Linked DNA regions of Bombyx mori: region 1 is linked to region 2. A link is a contact called in public Hi-C data. All regions are on one chromosome and are shown on one strand. The core of a region is the stretch at or near the end of the contact, and the rest is flanking DNA. Distances in the headings are between cores, read along the strand shown.

What was found. A called contact is a pair of places that touch in the nucleus more often than the background predicts.
Region 1: a contact with region 2 is called in a Hi-C map of whole pupa, with 4 times the contacts expected there. The contact joins two enhancer-like sites. A contact is called at or near these places in 2 of 7 Hi-C or Micro-C datasets (both in whole pupa).

Annotation. Positions count from the first base shown.
Region 1 is chr11:18,435,482-18,439,463 of ASM3026992v2, reverse strand. It overlaps LOC101737172 (lipid droplet-regulating VLDL assembly factor AUP1), which reads left to right. Exons shown (of 8, transcript XM_038013899.2): 6 at 1,270-1,460; 7 at 2,996-3,146. Among protein-coding and RNA genes, the nearest start is that of LOC101737172, 6.8 kb to the left of the region's middle. Within about 2 kb of position 2,278, at least 3 of the 8 cell types and tissues checked have open chromatin away from gene starts, as enhancers often do.
Region 2 is chr11:18,373,057-18,377,631 of ASM3026992v2, reverse strand. All of the region lies in intron 11 of LOC101737321 (pre-mRNA-splicing factor ATP-dependent RNA helicase PRP16), which reads right to left. Among protein-coding and RNA genes, the nearest start is that of LOC119629177, 30 kb to the right of the region's middle. Within about 2 kb of position 3,206, at least 1 of the 8 cell types and tissues checked has open chromatin away from gene starts, as enhancers often do.

The DNA of each region.
Region 1 (3,982 bases), core at 1,029-3,528, 63 kb before region 2:
GACGTTGTCCTGCAAAAATTCATTCAAGTCCATCCAGCCGTTTAGTTGCTGTAGAGATAAATAACCCAGATACCGACTGCAGCGTCATCTGCCGGGCCGATTTGCGAATCTAAACTATCCAGGGCGCCACCCAAAGGCATACAAAAATTCGTTAAAATCGGTCGTTTACGAGGAGTTCAGTGACAAACACACGCACAGAAGAAATATATTAAAGACCAGCTGACCCGGCAGACTTCGTAGTGCCCCAATCGATAAATAAAAGAGCGACGGGGGGGACATCGAAGGAAATCAAAATTGTTATTTTTATTTAATTCCGAGCATTTTCATCTACCTTTTAAACCTTCTCTGGACTTCCACAAATAATTCAAGACCAAAATTACCCAAATCGGTTCAGCCGTTCTCGAGTTTTAGCGAGACTAACGAACAGCAATTCATTTTTATATATAGAGATTATTAAAAATCAGGTTTTTTAAAAGAAAACTTAAATTGGTATGATCTGTCTGTCTATGTATGAAACGGGGGCTATAAATTTGCAATGCGATAGTTTTACTCCATGTGAGATAAACGGGTACCACCATTAATATCATATCACTTCACAGTACTATTTACATTTTGGTTATTGGGTTTTGTGTTGCCAATCTTAAATTTTCTGGCATGTATGCGCATCTTGATGAATGATTGAAAAATTTGTAGTATACTACAGTCACTTTGTTTTGATTATTGTTTGTATTAGAAATAGGCAGAACACTGCTATTTATCGACGCACTTCATTTTATAAGTGAACTGTCCTATAAAGTATGTTTATATATTTATTATTATATACAAGTAAATTTAGAGAGTTCTGCATAAAACGTTTCGAAATATTTTCATCTCTTTTTTTTAACTATTTTAGTAACCTCGAGGGGTTATTCTATATTCACCGAACTCGTAGGTGAGTTCACGGGGCTCAAACCGAAGGTATTGCTAACGCTAGCACTAGCAAGAGTAGTTCTTTGCAGAATCTACCCACTGATCCGGCGAGAAACTCAGTGGGCAAATATATCTCAATGTTTATGCTAGGTGTCTTTCCTATGGAGGCTTCGGCCTTTAAAACTACAAAAATTGTCCAATTATTATCAAGAACAAGACCTGGCTGTATGGACTAAAGTCCTTTGCCTTTCCCATTAGGGATAAATTAATATCATCATCTTTCCTATGTGGAATAATGTGATTTGTAAGGTTATTGTCGGTCCATGTGGTTGTGACGTGACGGCTCGTATGTCCGCGCAGCCGTGGAGCGCGCCTTCACGCGTGCGACGGTGCAGCGGCGCCAGTACAGCGCGCGCTTCCCGTGGCGCGACGCGGCGTGGTTCCTGCTGTCGCCCGCCACCGTGTACACGCTGCACGCGCTGCCGCCGCTGCGCTGGGACGCGGGGGACGTCGGGGACCGCTGCCGGGCCGCCGTCGCAGAGGCGCTGCAGGTACTGTGGCGAAACACTTCCCCAACCAAACCCATCAATTTCAGAGGTCACCAGTACAGCTACAGTCCGCGCGCGAGCTCCGAGGAATTTTAAGGAATGTTGACGTAATGAGCTAGTGTTGTAATTAGTCCATATTGCGCTATCGATACTAACACATCTTAAGCCTCCGTGCGAGTGTAAATTATAAAATAGTTTTATAAGGGTATTTATGTACTTCAAATAAAAGAAAAAAAAAACAGTTGATCACGTATGAATTTAATTTAGTGAACTGATACTTATTGAACAAAATGAACGTGAAATCTTATTACTTACTTTCGTAATCAGATTAATCAATAGTTAAAGAATTTGATGTACTATTGTCACTCTCCTCACGTACTTCAATAATAAATAATTCGACAACATCCTCCATTAAGCCATCCTTTTGCCAGTAATGTTTCTCTAATGCTAAGACATGTTTATTATGCTAGTGCTCGCCATTCCTTTTTCATCAAATTAAATAGCTATTTGTGCAAACAAAAAGACTTATAAGTGTAAGACTATTTATATTAGAAAACACGCGTAATTAACACTGCTATCGCAAAATTAAAAGCAACGAGTCGGTAAGCGTACTCTCACGTTAAAGTCGACACTAGTACTGGGAGAGTACGGGGGGGTATGAAGCGACGGTCGGGCGCGGTGCACGCCCGCCCGCTTCCTCAGCCCCCGAATCCTCGGAGCTCGCGCGCGAACTGTACATACCAGTTAGTTACACATAATTCACTTCTATAAACGACACCATTACTTCGCTTAGTACTGGTGGCGAGCGCTGGCTCCCACCAGCAATTGAACGTTGTTGTCCCGCGCGGCGCTGGTGATGTCCCGTGCGGTGTTGTTACCTGGTGAGACTACATCTCTTTCAACCATCAGGTGGAAAAGAATCGTTTGGCACAATACCACCTCACCAATCAATTGAAATATATATATACCAATCAATTGAAATATATCTATATATATACACATACATTTACACATTATAAGAATAAACAATTTACATATAAAACATACTTTTTTTTTTACTCCTTAGATGTGTGGACGAGCTCACAGCCCACCTGGTATTAAGTGGTTACTAGAACCCATAGACATCTACAACGTAAATGCGCCACCCACCTTGAGATATAAGTTCTAAGGTCTCAAGTTTAGTTACAATGGCTGCCCCACTCCTTCAAACCGAAACGCATTACTGCTTCACGGCAGAAATAGGTGGGGCGGTGGTACCTACCCGCGCGGACTCACAAGAGGTCCTACCGCCAATAAAAATTACCTAAATTACCTATCAAACATAAATATACAATTGAAGTAAATACCAATTTCAGAATCTACCCTAACACAAATTAAACTGGTTGACAGCTAATTGTTTAAAAAATGTTACCTAATGAGGCATTTGAACGAATTTAATGAACAAACAATCAAAAAACGAACAAAAAATCTTAGATTTAAAAAAAAAAAACTCAATTAAGGAGAGGATTAACTTAGGGTGTCCACATTGAACTTGCCAGGTGGAAGTGTCGGAGCTGACGTGGGACGAGTTGTTCGCGGGGAGGCGTGTCCGGGCCGTCGCCGACCGCGCCGCCCCGCTCGTGCGCCTCGGGAACCAGGTCAAGGAAGTGTTGCCAGCCGTCCCACTCAAAACTATCCTCCAGGATTTAGGTGTGTTTCGGCGCAGAATCGGCGTGGACACCCTCGCCGAGTGTTGCCATGTTTTTTTTTTTTTAGAGTCCTTTGATGGGTGGACGAGCTCACAGCCCACCTGGTGTTAAGTGGTTACTGGAGCCCATAGACATCTACAACGTAAATGCGCCACCCACCTTGAGATATAAGTTCTAAGATCTCAGTATAGTTACAACGGCTGCCCCACCCTTCAAACCGTAACGCATTACTGCTTCACGGCAGAAAGAGGCAGACCCGAGCGGACTCATAAGAGGTCCTACCAGTGTCTCTGTTCTGTTACCAAATGTGTTGTTTTTTTGTCTAGATAGTGTTTCTTCAGATTTCAATGTGTAATAACGGTGGTTTATTAACTGTTTAATATCTGTGAAAGTGCAGAAATGTGGGAAAATGAAACAAAGCCGCTGAACGTAACTTCTCGGGATCCTTCAAAAAGTTCACCAAAAAAGTCTCAGTAAATGAGCACCATTTTACTGAAATTATATTTCATCCCATATCATCTCAGTTCATTACATTTTATGCCATGTTTCATATTAATCAAGTTTTCATTAAAATTAAAATAAGACGACCTAAAGGTCTTAGTTACCAGGTCATAAAATCCCTTTAAAAAAATCTCTGTATAAAGTGCGACAAGTCTGTACCTGCCTCACCAGAGAAAAAATAGTGGGCCGTAGCTGTGACATCTGCTTATAGCTGCGCGGGAACTGTGAGGTCCGTCGGTCGCAGGGCGCCGCCCCGACAGGTGAGACCCTGGACCGAACATGGCGGTGGTAGTCTGGTGCGGACTCAACATGCTTATAACAATTTTTAATGTTGTA
Region 2 (4,575 bases), core at 1,957-4,456:
GTTTGAAGTCGGTCAAAAATACACAAAAACGCAAATTATCATAAAAGTGTTGTTTATATGACGCATTAAACACCAGCCAGAAATTTGTTTAGTCATTAATTATATTGACCGAATATCTACTATCGTTAGTTAGTTAATACGGCATTCGTTTGTTTTGTTTTTAATTAGGATACGGAAAATTACCATACCGCCGCGACGAAGGACTCATCGTCGTGTATAACATTGATAAGACCCGATCAGTGTCAGTGACCGGCTTCATTACGTCCAGGGTCAGACTGACGAGGCTTATCAGAAAGGCCGAAACTTTATCTGCGAGCTTTAATACTTTTATTGTGTTGCCGGTATAAAAAAAAAAGAGGAATGCGTTCCAGTTAAAAGGGTTGGACACAGCCGTAAAAATTGAGACCTCGATACAGTAGCTCTTTTGTTGTGACGTGTATGGACTCAGTCAAAATCTGTTGGGTAATAGCGGGCATCTGCACATTTAAAGCAATATATGAAGGTATAGTTCTGTTGCTATTCCCATAAAAAACAAAAATCTTACGTTACGGACGTTTCTTCCCGGTAAGGGTACCCCTCCGCATCGTCCCATAAGGAACTTCGTTCCAAAACAACTTCGCTCTTCCCGAAGCAAAATATATCTCGATACGAAATTATCCTAACAAAGAATGAAGAAAACTGTGCTTACGGTGTTCCATTATCAGACCTTTCGCATACTAGTGAATAACTATAGAACGTATACTATGTCCTACTACAAAATATGGATGGATGTACTGGTGGTAGAACCTCTTGTGAGTCCGCGGGGCTAGGTGCCACCACCCTGCCTATTTCTGCCGTGAAGCAGTAATGCGTTTCGGTTTCAAGGGCGGGGCAGCCGTTGTAACTATACTTGAGTAATAACTCAAGTTAGAGCAATAAGCAATAACTCAAGTTAAGAACTTATATCTCAAGGCGGATCGCGCATTTACGATGTAGATGTCTATGGGCTCCAGTGGGCTGTGAGCTCGCCCACCCAACTAAGCAATAAAAATAAAAAAAATTGCGGAGAGCACTCATTGGTGAACAGTAACTTGGCTGCGCCCCTGGATTTGCTGACGTCCATGAGCGATAGTAATCACTCACCACCAGCGGGTCGTATGGTCGTCTGCTTAGTAAGGCAACAAAAATAACATCGGGGACGCAAATATAAGTTACTTATTCGTTCATATCAAAGTTTTTAATTTCTGCCAGGATCCAATCACGACATAGTTATACTATTATAATATCAGTTTTCCATAAGATCTTCAAAATAAATATTTGATTTATAGTTCAACCTGAATGAGTCGTTTAAGTGAATGAAAGATCGAAATGACTTTAGTAGGTCACATAAACAAAATATATTATGTTCTTACGTAAATTATCTAATTCAGATGTGACATAGAATAAGCTTTATCTACAAGTTTTTAGGGTAAATTTTCCATTGAATTGATCATGATTTGGAGGAAAAATAAATTCCGTCTGTCAGGAAATCTGAAAGGAACGTGGTAGAGATCAAAATGCGTGGGCGTGTTGTGTATACAGGTTTGATCTTGTTATGTGACTAAGACCAGGTATGTTTCTTATAGTGCTTTAAGTCGATTAACTTACAAATTCATTACTTTAAATCACGGATTAAGAATTAACGAAATAAACACTAAAATACCCATAAAAAAAAAACTGCTAAGCTTAGTCATGATTTTTTTGCCTGCTTCTTAACTTCAAGGGATTATTCTAGCTTCACCGGACATATAGGCGAGCTCAGTCTGGCTACTTTGCTAACACTAGCCTTAGTAAGAGCTGATATTAATCTAAACTAATTCAATTATGATATTTATATCAGTCCTTCACATGTGTAATTCGCGAATTATTCATCCATCTAGAATTTGATAAAACGTTTACATATCCCGTTACATAGACAGACACAGATCAAACCATCACCATCACGATCAAAACATCACGATCGTTCAAATGAATTTGATTCGATTGAAATATCTGAATTGATTGAAAGTGAAAACCATGGTAAGAACCCGTTTAATAGTAGTGTTTATAACTCGATTTTATTTTGCCAATATTGCAATTGTTTAAGCATACCTCTCTTCCTCATTTTTTACTAGTATCTTACTAGATACGTGAAAGGTAGTTGTTATTAGAATTGAATTGCAACTTCACTTAGATAGACCCCGATATTCAGGTTTTGGTAAACGCTTATTTATAGCTGATGTCGTTTGTGAGCTAGTATGTAGCTATGCTAGTAACAAAATAATATAAAGCGATATCAAAGTTTAATTTACATTTAGAACAGTATGTGTTCTAAAGAAAGAAGAGAGAGAAGAAAGAAAGAAATCATTTATTCGCTAAGCATAGTGAAAATGAGTTATTACATATGTTAAAAGCAGCGTGTATGCTTTGTCATTATTTGATATGCGAATTTTAGTGCAGTGCAATGTAGTACTGGTGGTAGGAGATCTTGTGAGTCCGCGGGGGTAGGTACCACCACCCTGCCTATTTCTACCGTGAAGCAGTAATTCGTTTCGGTTTGAAGGGTGGGGCAGCCGTCGTAACTATACTTGAGACATTAGAACTTATACCACCGAGGCGGGTGGCGCATTTACGTTGTAGATGTCTATGGGCTCCAGTAACCACTTAACACTAGGTGGGCTGTGAGCTCGTCCACTCATCTAAGCAATAAAAAAATAAAAACGTGTGGCACTCGGGAACTGCCGCGGTAAAGCTATTGCATAGCATTTTTTATCAACTTATGCAATTATAATTAGACAATGATAATTTAATATTAAAACAATAATAAAACGCTATATTAAACATTAATAAAAGTAAAACCTTAACTGTCCCCTTCACACCCATAAGCTAGACCGCGCGAGAGAGATGGGCAGACTTTTCATGATGCGCATGCAGTGTGACGTCACGCCACGCGCTTATTCACAAACACTACACAAGCGCAACGTGTGAATGTGTTGAACGCGAGCTACATGGTAGGCGGAGTGAGGGGTGTAAGGTTGTTTTCGTTACGGAATTTCATGATTCGGTCGCCGCGCTCAAGGCCCGCGATAAAAGCTATGCAATAGCTTAAAAATATATATTATGATATTTTATAATTTACCTTTATTCATCATAAACAACTCCATGTGTATAAACATGTATATAACAGCGTGCAATCGGAACAAACGTAAACAATGCGAGAACGCGGTGCAGTAAGCAAGTAATAACACGTTCGTCTCGGTTCACCTTCAAGGTATTACCAATATTTGAGAAAAATAGAATTACAAAAACACTCTTATCGTCAGTCGTTTCAATGATAGAAGATGCAAAACAATCTCTATTTTCGAACAGAAAAACTATATTTTTGTTTAAACATAAATATTAATAGAGAACGACAGTTCTTTTGTTACTGATAATAATAATAGCTGAATGCATTCTTGTTATCATTGAGCCGGGAAAATACTTGCGTGAAATTAAATCTTATCTTTAGGTATGGGGTTATAGAAGTTTGAGTCTTTGGTTTGAAAAGGTTATTTACGATTAGAACATTGTGAAAATTCTGATCACAACACGGTAATAATCATACCCTACCATGTAATTGCGATAATTAGTTTCTTTGTCACGCTTTCGTGTCTTAACAACTCGGCTGATTGTTATGAAATTTTGTATTTACGATTGACAGTATTGCAAAAAGCGTTTTTTTTTCTAAGTTAACGCGAGCCTCTTGCGAAAGCTTTTTGAATTCTCTACATGGGTGTACGAGCGAGCACACGGCCAATCTGTCCTTAAATTATTACTAAAGCCCACAGAAACCACAGCGGGAACGCCAAAATCTACCGTGAGATTTGAAGTAATAATAGCAATCTTAATTTTCAAATTAAAACATTTCCACACAGAAAGAATAGACTGAACACGTCCCAATAAGTACGCAAATTTTTAATTAATTATTATCTCATTAATCATAATAATTAATTATGTCGTTACTTAACACGTATTACGAGTATGTAGATGGATTTTACCGAAGACAATTAAATCGAAATATAAGTCATACCAACAGGTTTTAAACGTTTTTGTTTTATCAGACAGCACTAGTTGCGTCGTCTGCCAATTTACGACAACAAAAAAAAAACCAAAGCTTGTTCCAAACAGACCATTCGTTGAAGCGAATTAGGTCAAGGTGCATATTCAATATTCAGAACAACACAGAGAAATTTACATACGCACTCGACATTAAATTGTTTGTATCGTGCACAATATATATCCCACTCGCTCCCACATCTAACAACACTAATTAAAATAATTAAAAGTGAGCAGTTGTTGACTTAAAATGCACGGTTTATTCATTTCACTGGAATTCGAGTCAATTTCGAGCCTGATAAGTCAAGTTTTCTAAGTAATTCCCGTTCTTATATGAAGGCCTGACTAAAGTCACATGCGTATTTGGGCCGAATTTTTATCTTGATGGCTAGTTCTGATCTTTACGCAGCACTGACTCACTGGAGAAACGGTACAACATGTCATTACCTGATTTGGGTAGCTATGCTCTAGATAAATTTGGAG